2 separate regions of the Callithrix jacchus genome follow, and region 1 is linked to region 2. The links are chromatin contacts, called in public Hi-C maps. All regions are on one chromosome and are shown on one strand. Each heading gives the region's core, a stretch centred on a gene start, on an enhancer-like site or on the middle of the called end of the contact. The rest is flanking DNA. Distances are from core to core; before and after follow the strand shown. Region 1 overlaps SHPRH (SNF2 histone linker PHD RING helicase). Region 2 holds the start of EPM2A (EPM2A glucan phosphatase, laforin).

What was found. A called contact is a pair of places that touch in the nucleus more often than the background predicts.
Region 1: a Hi-C map of skeletal muscle shows a contact between it and region 2, with 5 times the contacts expected there. The contact joins the enhancer-like site here to the promoter of EPM2A in region 2. A contact is called at or near these places in 2 of 3 Hi-C or Micro-C datasets (both in skeletal muscle).

The regions. Positions count from the first base shown.
Region 1 is chr4:152,676,497-152,683,528 of calJac240_pri, reverse strand. SHPRH (SNF2 histone linker PHD RING helicase) reads left to right here. Exons shown (of 29, transcript XR_004742130.3): 25 at 1,996-2,184. Among named protein-coding and RNA genes, the nearest start is that of SHPRH, 61 kb to the left of the region's middle. Within about 2 kb of position 5,453, at least 3 of the 16 cell types and tissues checked have an H3K27ac peak or open chromatin away from gene starts, as enhancers often do. A contact at or near this core is called in skeletal muscle, where this site is marked.
Region 2 is chr4:152,512,763-152,520,128 of calJac240_pri, reverse strand. EPM2A (EPM2A glucan phosphatase, laforin) reads left to right here and starts at 4,095. Exons shown (of 6, transcript XM_054254493.2): 1 at 4,095-4,436. The coding sequence starts at 4,136.

The DNA.
Region 1 (7,032 bases), core at 4,204-6,703, 160 kb before region 2:
TTTGAAAGATAAGCCTATTACTTGTGAAGTAGAAATATTCTTGGCTGTTTTATCTATGGAACTGAGAGTTGAAAGGTAAATATATGCATTCTATATTCTGACCAGTAATAATCAAGAAGAAAGTACCTTTTGGTTTCCAAGATTGGTAGAGAAGGTGAGATCATAACACTTCATTTGGTAATGTATCTTAAAGGGGGAGATATTTACATTGGAAACTGAGCAGAATAGTAGTGTACATATGCTGGTGACTTCTGACAAAAGTCAGTGATGAAACTGTGATAAAAGTTGTGATAAAAATGGAAGAAATTATGACATAAACTAGACTCTTGCTTTTAGTTTTGATAAGATTCATGCAACTGGACTGTCTCAGACATTTTATTTCATCTTCAACATTTTCAGTTTTTAAAGTTCTTCCATATACATTTGTTCATTTAAGTCTAGCATAACCTAGGTTTCCTATACTTAACAGACCATATCGGATTTTAATAATAGTAGCAAAACTACTTTTCAAGCTCTGTTCATACCTCACAGTTTATAGTAGCTGTATATTTTTTTCCTTTTTCCCTCCTCAGTTCTCTTCTTCTAATTTATAGCTATTAAATTAGAATCTGTCAGAGATAACATCTATGTACCAGCTGATGCCCCTTGAGGCATCGCCATTTATTTCTTCTGTTTGGGTCAGTCAGCTTCCTATCACTCCTAATGCTCAGGTGCCAGGTATCTCATTGGTTCTTCACCGTTGTACATGTAGGTAGACCTGTCTGGCTGTTTAGTTGGTCCTTTTTGAGCACCTTTTTGAGTCACAAAACTGCTTTCCAATAGAGTAGCCCAGTGGCGCAAGAGGTTCATAAAGTGCAATAGAGTGCCGCTCTGTGTCATACAAAATGCTGATAAAATAGCTCTTCAGTTTCATTAGTCTCAACTCTTGTGGACTCTGGCAGAGGTGCAGCTGGAAAACAGTAGGAATAGTATTAGCTGATAACAGGCAACATAGTGGTTTTAAAACCAAGCTTATATTACTCAATTTTCTCTTTCCTTCATTGTGTCTTGTCCAAAGAGCATCTTAGTTGGTCCTGCAAAGAACCTTGAGTGGGCCAGCCATATACTTTCTTTCCATACATGTCCAAATCCTGAAAACAAACATAGCTTAAGGATTTAGGAGCTTTCACTCAAAACGACACTCAGTTTTTCTTACTGTTTTTACCAGGTGAAAAAGGTTAAATAAACATTTATAAGATGCCATAGCTTTTAGAACTTTCACCTAGACTAAATCTGTTGCTCTTTTACGTCTCTCATTGCCAAAGAGGGCAAAAGTCTCCCTGGTGTGTTTGCAGAGATTCAGAGTGTATTATTTTATTTTTCTCGAAATATGACAAGGGGTTTCTTAAAAATTTCTTTTTGTTTGTATTTTTTTAAAAAAATACCCAAATAAATTTGAAATACTAACTAGCCCATATTATTTTCTATATAAGTGCTTTAATGTGTGAAAATATAAATGTTTTTTAAATTAAGTGGAACATATTGAGTATGATATTACCTCCAAAATAATGTTATTCTGAGTCCCTCTGTTGTATATATTGTTAGAGTGCTGAAGGACTAATTTGCACTTTTCCCAGATACAGAAATGAGAACACCAACTTCCTACAAAGTAATGATGGCTGACTATCATACTCACTTAGGATAAACAGAACTGAAGTCTATGAAAGCTTACTTTGGAATAAAAAACAATTAATTTAAAAGCACAACTTAGCTTTATAACAGAGAATATTAATGTCATGAAATCTTTAGGAAGAAAAATTGTGACTCCCTTCTCCTTTTAATATACTTACAAATTGAAAGGCATCTTTGATAGAATTGAAAGGCATCTTTGATAGCACTAAGGCTTTTTTTTGATAGAATTGAAAGGCATCTTTGATAGCACTAAGGCTTTTTTTTGATAGAATTGAAAGGCATCTTTAATAGTGGTAAAGCTTGTTCTGTGTGTTTTCTTTTTAGTGGGCAGTACTGACCTGTGGTCACTGTTTCTGTAATGAATGCATTTCTATAATTGTTGAACAATACAGCGTGGGATCTCACAGAAGCTCCATTAAGTGTGCAATCTGCCGCCAGACCACATCTCACAAAGAAATATCATATGTCTTCACCTCAGAGAAAGCAAGCCAGGAAGAGGACATCCCTGTGAAGGTAAAGTAGGTCAGGAACACACAGAAGCATAGGTAAGGCAATGTAATAGAAAGCAGTATCTGATTAAGAAACCGTGAATATCACAACAAGCTTGGCACAGTGAATAGGTGGATACCACTGTTGTCCGTAGATATACTGCCTGAAAGCCTCAGCTTAACCATCTAAGTTTTAATTGTGGAAGGAACACAGAACACTTATTCAAACATGGTTAGCAATAGTCATGCACTTTGTGGCTAAAATGTAACATCTTAAAATTCCAGTTTCCTATCATCCTCTATAGTATTTCTATCCACCACAAGTAGATAGAGGTCTGGTTAAATTAGAGACTTATTTAAAGAAAGAGTTTTCCTCATTCTTTTGTTCAACCCTGCATATAAGGGGAAAGATGTGTCTAAGTAAACAGAAGGAAAAAGTAAATTGGTTAATGAAGACAGTTACAAGAATTTAAATAGCATGGATTGATATTTCAGGGTGCAGCCAAATTTTGGTGTTATTTTCCTAATTTTTTTCCATGCTTCATTCAGAATTTTTAAAAAATTACTATAATTTGTTATCCAGACCAGATCTGTAATTGGATTCACTGCTTAAGGGGTATTTAGTACAAAGTGGAGGCTATTTTGTTCTTTCTTTTCCTTAAATAGGCTTTTTAAATATTTTTTTCTAACCAAACTTGAACAAAGGACACATCAGTATCTAAATGTAGTAGCAAATATGGGCTTTAAGGAAGGAGTTAGAGGATGAGAATGGAGAATGATGGGGTTGACTCTTAAGCAATATAAAGTGTTCTTTATTCCTTCTTCTTCTGAGTTTTTGATACTCTCTTTTCACTTTTAAGTAATGCGTTTTATAAGTAGAATCAGCTACAAGTTGAAATTCACTACCAGTAGTTAGGTGTTAGGGTGCCCTCCTCCCAAGAAAACTGTAGTTGAATTAAAGAACTTTTAATTGCTTTTTTTTTCACTGTTATTTGAGTAAAACCTAAAAATGTCAGTCCTATTGCTCTCTAGTCTGTCGAGATAAACAGAATCCCACAGTTAGAATAAGCATTCATCCATCCATTCATTCCATGCAAGTATGTGCTAGCACACAGGCAAGGCCTCGTAGTTGCAGCATACACTCATAAATAAAATAGATATGGTTATTCCTCTTGTGGGAATTGGTGAAGGAGTTTGAGTTGGGGAAAGATGCACAGATGCTAACAAGTAATTAATGTGTTATAATTGTGATAAGCACTACAAAAGAAGACAGCTAGAGGCATCACGCTACCTGATTTCAAACTATACTAGAAGGCTACAGTAACCAAAATAGCATGGTACTGGTAGATTGAATTAAAGATTGAATCAAGTGGGGAGGGCTGGAAAATGAGAAGGAGCAACTAGGGCCAGGCAATCCAGGGGAGTATGCTGGCAACAGAGGCCACAGGGAAGCTCTGCTTTGGTAAGGAGGTAGTAGTGCTAATTGTGGATCAACTACAGTGTGAACTAATTGTCTAATGAAGTCACTGATGACTTCAGAAGGAGTTCTTTTAATACAAATATAGAGGCAGAAAGCAGGTTGGGAGGGATTGAGGGATGAGCAGGAAGTCAACAAATAGAAAAAAATGCCCAATTGTTTCTTAAATTCACTTCATTTAGAAAGGCTGCTGAGAGACCACTATGCGTAGAAGATAGCTAGATTCTAATTAAAGCAGGGAAGTGAAGAGCAGTATTTCCACAAGAGTAGAAAATATTAAATAGAAACAGAATTATAACCAGAAGATATGAGTACAGAAAGACATCACTTTGTTATTTTCTTTTGTTTAAGACAAAAGATTCTTGCACTTGTTTAATCTCTAGTGAAAAAGGATAGACTGAAGATATAGGAGAAAGGATAATTCTCAATGCAAGTTTCTTGAAAAGAAGGAAAATGCTGATGTATAGAGAAAAAGTAGAGAGGTCTCATTGAAGTCAAATAACAGGTATAAATTGGGCTGTTGAGCACAAAAGATAAGCATAGGTGTTCCCTGAGTATGGGAGATCATAGTCATTCTGGGGAGGTCAGGTATGCCAGATATGACTGTAGAAGTAAGTGACTCAAGTGAGGCAGAGAAGAAAAGAGGTTAGAAGATGAAACAGTGAGACCTGCATTTTGGATGGTTGTCCATGCAGACAGTGTGTAATATCTAGAGTTGAGTTATAGAGTAATTTAGGCACCAAAGTTCTTTAGTGAATGTAAGGTGGGGTTCAGTAAATGATAGGAAAGGGTAGAGTTGGGATAACTGGGCCTCAAAAGAATAGAAGTTGTTACACAAATGAGAAATAATGATCTGAAACTTGTATTTGTGTCAAATGCAAGGAGTGAGAGAATAAACATCATTCAGAAGGGCTGCTGAGAGACCAGTGTGCTTAGAGGATAGTCAGATTCTAATTAAAGCAGGGAAGTGAAGAGTAGTATTTCCACAAAAGGTAGAAAATATGAAACAATTGTTGATCGTAATAAAGTATGAGTTCCCGGGGACACCAGTGAAAGGTCCAGGAGTGAAAGGAAAAGAATCAGAGGGTGAACAAGTAGGAAGGAAGTCCAGGACAGTATGGGAGTAACAGAATGGGCAAGGATAGGTAATGAGAACATCATGACCTAAGGATCATCTAGTCCTATTCCCTATCAGTGAATCCCTGGATACGTTTTACAGTCAGCACTGTGTATCTGGATTCAGCCAACCACGGATCACAAACATTTGGAAAAAGAAAAATTCCGTGAAGTTCTAAAGAGTAGAACTTGAATTTGCAGCATGCCAAGTCTATGTTGAATCCACACAAATGAAATGATGTGTAGGGATTATATGAGGTAATCTAGAGATGATTTAAAGTATACAGGAGGCTATGTATATGTTACATGCAAATACGACATTTTATATAAGGGCCTTGAGCATCCTGGGATCTTGGTGTCCACAGGGATTTTTGAACAGTCAGTCCCTCGCAGATACTAGGGGAGGACTGTATTTTTAAAGCAAATGCTAAAGAGTTACTGAATGAAGAGGTAGGTGACCTATGGTACAGCCTTGAGGCATTTCATTTGACAGTTATTCTTTGTCCTGCCTGCAACACAAAAAACTACTCTCCTTCCCAGTCCCTCTCTCCCCATTTCTTTCCCACTCCTATAGTTTCCCCTTTCCTTCCCATAAAAATAGGCTTTCTTAGCCTTCCTCTGGCCACAGGCATCTCAAGGGCCACAGATGGCTTTTGTGTCTAAGAAGAGGTGGCTTACCCTTAGGTGAAAGCATGCATCGCAGTACAAGGAACTGTCAGAAGGAAGAAGTGCTGTGTCAGGTTTTGTGCAGAGATTGAGGAAGCGATTGCTCTAGCTACCAGTCAACAGCACAGTCTATGAAACAGTCATTGAGCCAATCACACCCAAACACCTGTTCATTTTATGGCAGCTTTCCTAGACACCCAGGATAGAGATTGGCACAGTTACATGTGCTGTGCTGTTGGAGCAAAGATATCAGTGTATAAATACTGTTTATGATGCTCTCACTTCTCCCTGTGGTTCATGGGTATTGATTAACACATGAATTAACTGAAACATCTTTTTAAAAATTAAGATTATAGAATTTAGTAAAGATAATTTCCCTTTTGTCAAAGATGCATATGTAATTACATTTCCTTTTCTTGAACATAAGACTGAATATTGTACCATTGTGCAAGCAAGTTTTAATCCCTCTTTGACTTCCTCACATTGCTTCATGCCACGTTTAGGTTGGCTCTTCACTACTTTTTCTGTTACCATTTGTGTCTGTCACATTTGCCTTGTGCTTCCTGTCCCCTCTTCTTACTTCTGTCACATTTCTGCCCTGCTGTCTATCACTTCCTCCTTGAAACATCTGCTTATTGTATGCTGAGACTTCATACCTCTCTTGTGCCTCTTTGAAACTTCCATGTAAATGATCATATTGCCTATTTTGGATTTGTATGTAAATAAACATGGCTCAGTGTAAATAGTTAAGGCATTATTTTCAAATTTTAGACCTATTAGTTCCAATTATTCCTAAACTTAGTTTTTTTCTTTTTATTATTGTTGATATCAAATCCCTGATCTTTAATAAATAATACTGAGAAGTAATTTTTTATTTAATTGAAATGTTTATATTTTCTGAAATATAAAATTTATTTCTGAAATGGTTATTTCACTGTATTTATGTCAAGATTCTCAGTCATAGCAAACAATATATCATATATAATGCTTAATCATATAGCTGTTCTGTGGATAAAAGATATTTGGAAAACATACAACTACTATTTAACAGTAGTAGACATTTTTTAAGTGGTATTTCTTGGAAATAAGAGATTTTACAATGTAAGGAATGCTGTTGATTGACCATAGATATAAAATGAATATTGGGATTACAAACGTCCTGTTCAGTGGATGTACCTAAGTTGAAGACCATGTCTTCCCTAGCAACAGTGTGACAGTATTCCTAAATGACCTTTGGAACCTACTGGGCAGCTCACAAAGTAAACAAAATTCCCCTTGCAAGTTCTGACAACTGCCAGGCATTTTGGATAGTAAAATTGGCCTCCTGGCAGAACATATGGCCCACGTGTCTTGTTCACTGTGTCTTAGGTTTGGCTAGGTTTCATACAAAGCACTTTTGCCAGTGGAGACCCTGACCCTATAATGAACTAGAGTCTTAGATAATAAGAAATTTCTTTCCAGAAGAAAATAGATATAGCCACTACATAGATAAAGTGACAGCAATATAGTACCCTTCCCACACACCACATGCTACACAATTGCTTCTCTTGTCAAACTTGTAAGTATGTGACCATCAACTGGCCTGCTTTTTAATATAAATATTTTTGCTAAGGC
Region 2 (7,366 bases), core at 2,846-5,345:
TGGTGAAGTCAAAGAATGTTTCAAACTTACCTTCTGCCTGCAGCAGTTTCATATTTAAAATACTTTTAATATAACATACATGTAGTTGTTGGGAAAACTAAGCAAAAAGTGAATTACAGAATTCAAGTTCTTAAAAAGTACTTGTCAGGTTTGCCCCCACAAACAGTCTCCATTCTCTAAGCGTAAATGAGTAAGCTCTGCTTTCAGCTAGCCTCTTTCCTTTTTCTTAAAGGAAAGCTAGCCTCTTTCCTTTTTCTTTCCTTTTTCTTAAACTCTTTCAATGTTCCCTTGCGAGTTTCAAATCATCCCTTCCAGCCACCATTCTTTTATTCCTAAGGGTTGAGTTATCAAGCTCTCCACTGTCTTTGGAAAGGGTGTTAACCAGCCTGTTCAAGTTACTCAGACCTAGGAGGATCTTTTTACAGTTGAAGGAAGCTCTAAACCAGTGTCTCTAACCTTGAGGTCCAGCCACCTGGCTTGGCCCTCTACTTTCCCCAGGCAAAGTCATTTTAGGTCATTGCCTAGCAAAGCCCAGGCTTGAATGACCTATTGAGTAGAGGTTTTCAGCGGAGAAGTGAGGGGGAGGAGGTGTAAATTTTACTATGATGGAGGGTGTCTGAGGGAAGGGGCAGGTCAATGTCCTTTGGAAGGGCATAGGCTTCATTGTAATTTCATGCTTGGAGCATTCCTAAAAGTTAATATTTTAATAATACAAATTGCAAAGAAAGAAGAATGACAAAACAGGCTGGTGGCGATACACTGTAGATACAAAAACTACGGTGGGATGGGTGGGAAGTGGAATTATTGGAATCTTCTGGAGACAAAGAGATTTTTATATGCGTCAAAAAAAGACATGAATTTTTACAACAGTTGAGGAATGTTGTGGGAATTTGGGGCAAAGCCTTAGTTTAGTTTATATTCTGTTCTTCTAGATTCCCAAAGGGGTTTCTAACCCATGGGAACCCCAACTTATAAAGCAGCCTAAGCCATACTTTTTTAATCCAGAAAAAAGTTAGCTGTAGTTTTTAAGCTGTATTCAAACTTTCTCTGAAAGGGTTTTTTTTTCTTTTTTTTAAATGCTACAAAATTGAAAATAGTATACGTGACATATTTAACTTTTAGATATGTTCTGTTGATAATAAACCAATAGTTATTACAGTCCTTGAACTATGTAGATAAAACATGGTTTTCATCAGTGTGTATATACATATACAATACTTGCTGACTAGTGAGATTGCTTCAGAAATCGTAAATCACTCAAGATTGAACTAATAGCTTTCCCTGAGGGGGCTTCAAAAGAATTTACATTTGAATTGGATCCTGAAACTCTATGTGTGAATTTATCACCCATTTCTCAGGAATGTTTACAGTTATATGTAAGATAGCATTATAAAAATGAAATTCAATGACAACAAATTGGTTTGGTCTTTTACAAATTATTATCAGAATTATGTTACTCTACTGGACTGACTCTTGCTCTAAATTTAGCTTGTCCCATATCATCAAGAATCTGACCTCACATGGATTTCATAAATAATCTGTTTTAGTAAATACCATGATTCTTTGAAACGTAAACAGAAATCTCATATGGAGGACCCAACAAGGGAAAAGATCTAAAACTAACACAGTTTAAAAACTGGTAAAATTCTTCACCTTGGCTTCTTAAATCTGTGTTTCCATTCCCAACACATAGGTATAAAAAGGCATAAAAATTATAATTTCCTAGGACGTGCAGCCGAATTCTCTTCAAATGCTAAGATATTTGTGTCTTTACAGATTCATTGATCCATTTAGACTGCCACTCATGATTCGCCTCTTCATAATTTCTAAGGATGAAGTTAGTTACAACAAATAATCACTGGAATTTAATTTTTTAAAATTAAGAGCTGATGGAGAATAACATTTAAATATGCTAGAATTTAGATGCATTCTGCAACAGATTTTCCTTATTAGAATCTATATCTGCATCTATATCTATAAGCTGAATGCATGCCTTTTAGCCCCTGGCTCTGCCCTTCCTTGCTTTAGACTGTTTATTGGACCCTTTTGTGCTGGAGTATCTTCACATCTAAAATGGGAAAAACATCTGTAGTTACCTCATAGGATTGGTGAGAGAATTAAATAAGATAACACGAGTACAAAAACCATGTGCCTGGCCCATACTATAGACTCAATGGATACTATTATGGTTAATATTTGTATACCCCAATGATTGGCCATCAAAATATGATCAAAGTTTGAAATATGTCCTTTAAGCCCTATTTTGGTCTTGTTCTCCTTTCCAGTTGCATTTTACTTACTACACAGAGCAGCCATCCAATTTATACCTAATTTAAATCCTTGCCATAAAATAAGCTATTACGTATTTTGTTTAGGGGCTTTTAAGAGGGTTACTTCTTCCAATGGTTAAAATTATTCAACGTCTTTATGATGAGAGAGAAGTAAACCGTGTCTGTTGAACAAACATACTGTTTAATTTTTCTGCTATTGTTGCGTCTACAGAACGGGCAGAACTCACTCTGGAAGAGCTGGTGGGAATAATGCCATTTGGGAGGCACACAACATAGGCAGCACAGTGGAGCAAAAGCAAGTCTGGAGCTGTCAGCTCCCGGGTCCTGAGGAATAAAAACTTTCACTGGAGTCTGGATTCCACTGCAGACACAATCCTCTCTGCATCGCCAAATGACTCTCACTTTTCTAAACTTACTCTAAGAATATCTTGTAACAGCAATTTGCATAAACCGACTCACATGCCACTGTGATTTAATAATGTCTGATTTGCTACTCAATCAGTTGTGTTTGGCCAGCCTTTCTGTCTTCACATTGTTCACAGTGTTTATCCTTAAGCTTAGCAACCAATCAAACTTTGAGTGGAATGTCAATATGCAAGAGTGAACTGTATTGTAAGTTTTCTAGGTGTTCCACAAGAGATTGTGTTTGTGTAGTTTACATTTTTTTCACTTTCTGTTTTACTTATGATATTCTCAACGCATAAAACTTTGGCCTTTCCCCCCCCCACCCCTTGCTATTCACAAAATTCCAAATACTGGTAAAAATGCCTGTGTCTTTAATTCACATCACGGATTCATGTTGTTAAATGTTAGCGAATACATAAACATAAGAATACAAGGATAACTTTATTAAAGAATATAAAACTATCAGGACATTTGTCTGATGGCAGCGACAAATTGAAGTTCCCCGACCAAGATATATAGTATTTTAGGTTTTGGCCAGACAACTAAAAAAATCTCTGTTTCTTGACCCAAAAAGGTTTTAAGCTGAAAGACTAGTGCTGGCTTATTGAAAGTAAATTTTAAACAAAGGGCTTTAAAAAAATAATTACTCCATTAAAAAATGCATACATTTACAGTCACAGAATTAGTTTTTGTTTTGACCTTCAAAAGTACTTGAAAGTATTTACTCCAAACTTACTTTACACATACTAAAAATATAATACTTTTTGAAAAAAGAAGGTGATCGTGTGGCTTTTCAGACAGGGGAATGGTATGTAATGTTTTGCATCAGCTCTGGGTTGTTGCAACCATTGGGTTGTCTCCACCAATCAGATATCCATTAGAGCCGGTAGGATTTGAAAAGATTATTTTATACCCTCATTTTACAGATAAAGAACCTGAGACCCATGAGAAAAGTGACTTGGTTAAGGCGTGGAGCGCTCCAGAGACCGGTCCAAGATCTTCCCCCGTTTCACAATTAGGAGGCTGCTGTCTGGAGGCCATTTCTTTCCTCATGATCCTCGTAAAGTTAATTTCCAGTCTCTTGGAAAGAGGACTGGACGACTGCCTGGCTTAGAAGATTTCCTCCCTTCCCGAACCCCGTTTTCTCTTCCTTTTCTTCCGCTAGCCGCTTCCCCAGCGCCCGCAAGTGGAAATCAGCCGCCCGCGGGGCTGCGGTGCACAAAGAGGCGGCTGGCGGACCCCTTCCCGCCGGCCCGGACGCAGCCTGGGCTCGGGGGCCGCGTGATGCAGCCCAAAGAAGGCGCAGAACAGCACGTGTTCCCGGCTGTGCCCGGGCCTCCCGCGCCGCCGCCCAATCGCCGTGGCCGCCTCGCGCTCAGGCAGCGCCTGCCGGCCGCTGAAACTCGGGGCCCGGGGATTCGCGTCGCAGGCCGCCCGCCATGCGCTTCCGCTTCGGGGTGGTGGTGCCGCCCGCCGTGGCTGGCGCCCGGCCAGAGCTGCTGGTCGTGGGGTCGCGGCCCGAGCTGGGGCGCTGGGAGCCGGGAGGGGCCGTGCTCATGAGACCCGCGGGCACCGCGGCGGGCGCCGGGTCGCGGGCGCTGCAGGAGCCGGGCCTTTGGATTGGGGAGGTGGAGCTGGTGGCCGAGGAGGCGGCGCAGGACGGGGCGGAGCCGGGACGCGTGGACACGTTCTGGTACAAGTTCCTGAAGCGGGAGCCGGGAGGAGAGCTCTCCTGGGAAGGTACTGGCAATGTGCGCCGGCCCCGGGCCCCGGGCACGGAGCGGGAGCTCGGCCTCGGCCTCGGGCGGGCCCCGCAGGCCCCCGCGGCGCGCGTCCCGGGCTCCTTGCCCGCGTCCCTGGGCACTCGCCGAGCGCCCCGGGCTGACCCTGCTCTGCGGGCTACGGTGTCGCCGCCAGCCGCGCCTCCGGCTTCCTACTGGTTCCCTAGACCCGTACAGCGCTCCCGCCCGCCTTCCCGCCCCCTTGGTTGCTCGCCTCTCTGACCTGGTTTCCGCACACCCAGTCCACAGTTTCTTTCCAACCGCGCCTGCGTCAGGGGCCGGTGCCCTTCGTCTCCCGCCCGGGGCCCCTTAGCCCTCCGAGTCCTCCTTGCGCGGGTCCCTGGGCTGCCCGGCCGCGCGCCGCCGAACGGCTTCGCTGCCCAACTCCGCCTTAGTTGGTTTCTGTGTCCTCATTTTCCTGTCCTAGTTCACTAAAAAAACGATCCAACCAGCGAAACTAGCATTTTCGCTAATCCTAGACTGCAACGTGTTACTTACTGTATAGATTTTTTTTTCTTATTTTGAGAATGAACTAATGGAAAGACGTTGAATATTGGATTTTTTTCTTTTTTAATCCCAGGTATATGACAATTGAGACTTGACCTGACTTCTTAAAATACTAAAACAATACATGCTGGTTGTAGAATAATAATAATGATGATAAAGAAATATACATAGTGAAAACTTAGTGTTTCCTGCACGCATCTTAAGTACACTGCCTGTATACATTTATGTATGTGATACATGCATATACTTTTTTTTTTTTAACAAAAATTATATCTCATTCTGAATTTTTTCTTTTCTTGCGGAACAATATGTTGGGGACATCTTTATTTTACATGTAGATATATATTTTAAATGGTAACATATTATTCTGCATCTACCAATGTGCATTTAGGTTCTTTTCAGTTTTCTGTTATAGACAGTAGTAGCTTAATTGAAATTCCTTTTGCAGGTTATCTTTGAACATTTGGGAATGTTTCTGCAGAGTAGATTCAAAGAAGTGAAATTATTAGGTCAAAATGTAGTCTTTTTTTTTTTTTTTAATACTTCAATAAGGACTGCTAAATTATGCCCTGAAAAGGTGATACTAATATCGGTTCCCACCAACAATGTCTGAATTGAGGCAGCCCATTTCTTTAAAGGAAATGTGCAAGGTTGAAGACTGGAGTGGGTGTGACTCAGTAGTTGAAGTCAACGAAATGAGTGTCTCTTGAGATGTTGATATGTAAAAAATGGACCATTTAGCTTGTAATAATGTAGAAATAATCTGTAAAGAAGATTTGGCTGAAATATATTTATATATTATCCTTGTTCTCTTTTTGTACCCCACTGGGCTTTTAGTCTGGTAGCATTTATTCTTCAGTTTATCCTTCCTTTAAAGGGGCTTACTATTATTCATAGTAAGAGGTTGTCCAGAGCGGTGGGGCCTTGGACCCATGAATCCCCTTTTCTCTCCAGGTCTGTGGTGAGAGGGGCTGCTATGGAGGTCTCTGAAATGTCTTCCAGGCCTTTTCTCCATTGTCTTGGCTATTAACATACAACTCCTGTTTACTTATGCAAATTTTTACAGCCAGCTTGAGTTCCTCCTTGAAAATGGATTTTTCTTTTCTACCACATGGCAAAGCTGCACATTTTCCAAGCTTTTATGCTCTGCTTCCCTTTTAAGTATGTCTCTTTGCTCATAGATTTGAGCATATGCTGTTAGAAGCAGCCAGAGCACATCTCGAATGCTTTGCTGCTTAGAAATTTCTTCCACCAGATACCCTAAATCATCTTTCTCAAGTTAGATTTCCACAGATTTCTAGAGCAGGGCTGCAATGTTGCCAGTCTCTGTGCTAAAGCATAATATGAGTGACGTTTACTCTAGTTCCCAATAAGTTCTTCATCTCTGTCTGAGACCGCCTCAGCCATATCATTGTCAGCATTTTGGTCACAAATATTCACAAGTCGCTAGGAGGTTCCAAACTTTCCTTCATCTGCCTGTCTTCCTTTGAGTCCTCCAAACTGTCCCATCCTCTCCCTAACACCTGATTCCAAAGCTGCTTCCACTTTTTCAGGTATCTTTATAGCAATGCACCTCTTCCCAGTTCGAATTTTCTGTATTAGTTGCTCTTGCATTACTATAAAGAATGGCCTAAGACTGAGTAATTTATAAAGAGGTTTAATTGAGTCACGGTTCTCCAGGCTATATAGGAAACATGGCTTGGGAGGCCCCAGGAAACTTACAAACATGGCAGAAGGCAAAGGGGAAGCAGTCACTTCCTACATGGTTGGAGCAGGGGGAAGAGAGAGAGAAGGAGGAAGTGCTACACACTTTTAAACAACCAGCTCTCATAAGAACTCTCACAAAAACAGTAAGGAGGAAGTCCACCCCCATGATTCACTCACCTCTCACCAGGCTCCCCTTCCAACACTGGGGACACAAATCCAAACCATATCACTGGGAAAGTGCTTTATTCAGGTGAGCATATTCCTTTCCTGAGGAAACTTAGTGTACTGATTACCAAAAATGAGGAAAGTGGATCTTGGGTAGGCAGCTAATAATGCATGGTACAGTTTAAAACAAAAGATATCATGCACAACATTTATTTGTGTATTTATTGGTTTTTGTCTTTTACCAGATTGTGAGCTCTATGAGTGTAGAAACTATGTGTATTTTATTAATTCTTTTATATCCTGCAGTTGTGGTTGATACATAGTAGCTGCTCAATAAATATTTGTTGGATGAATAGGGCACAGAACAGAAAGAGCTGGAGGTTTTCTCTTTTTTTATATCATGGGCTAATTACTTCTTAAGTGCTTTCAGTTAAATTACTCTTTTTCCTTACAGTGACACTACAAGGTAGATATTCATTTCACTGTTATATAAATAAGAAGATTGAGGCC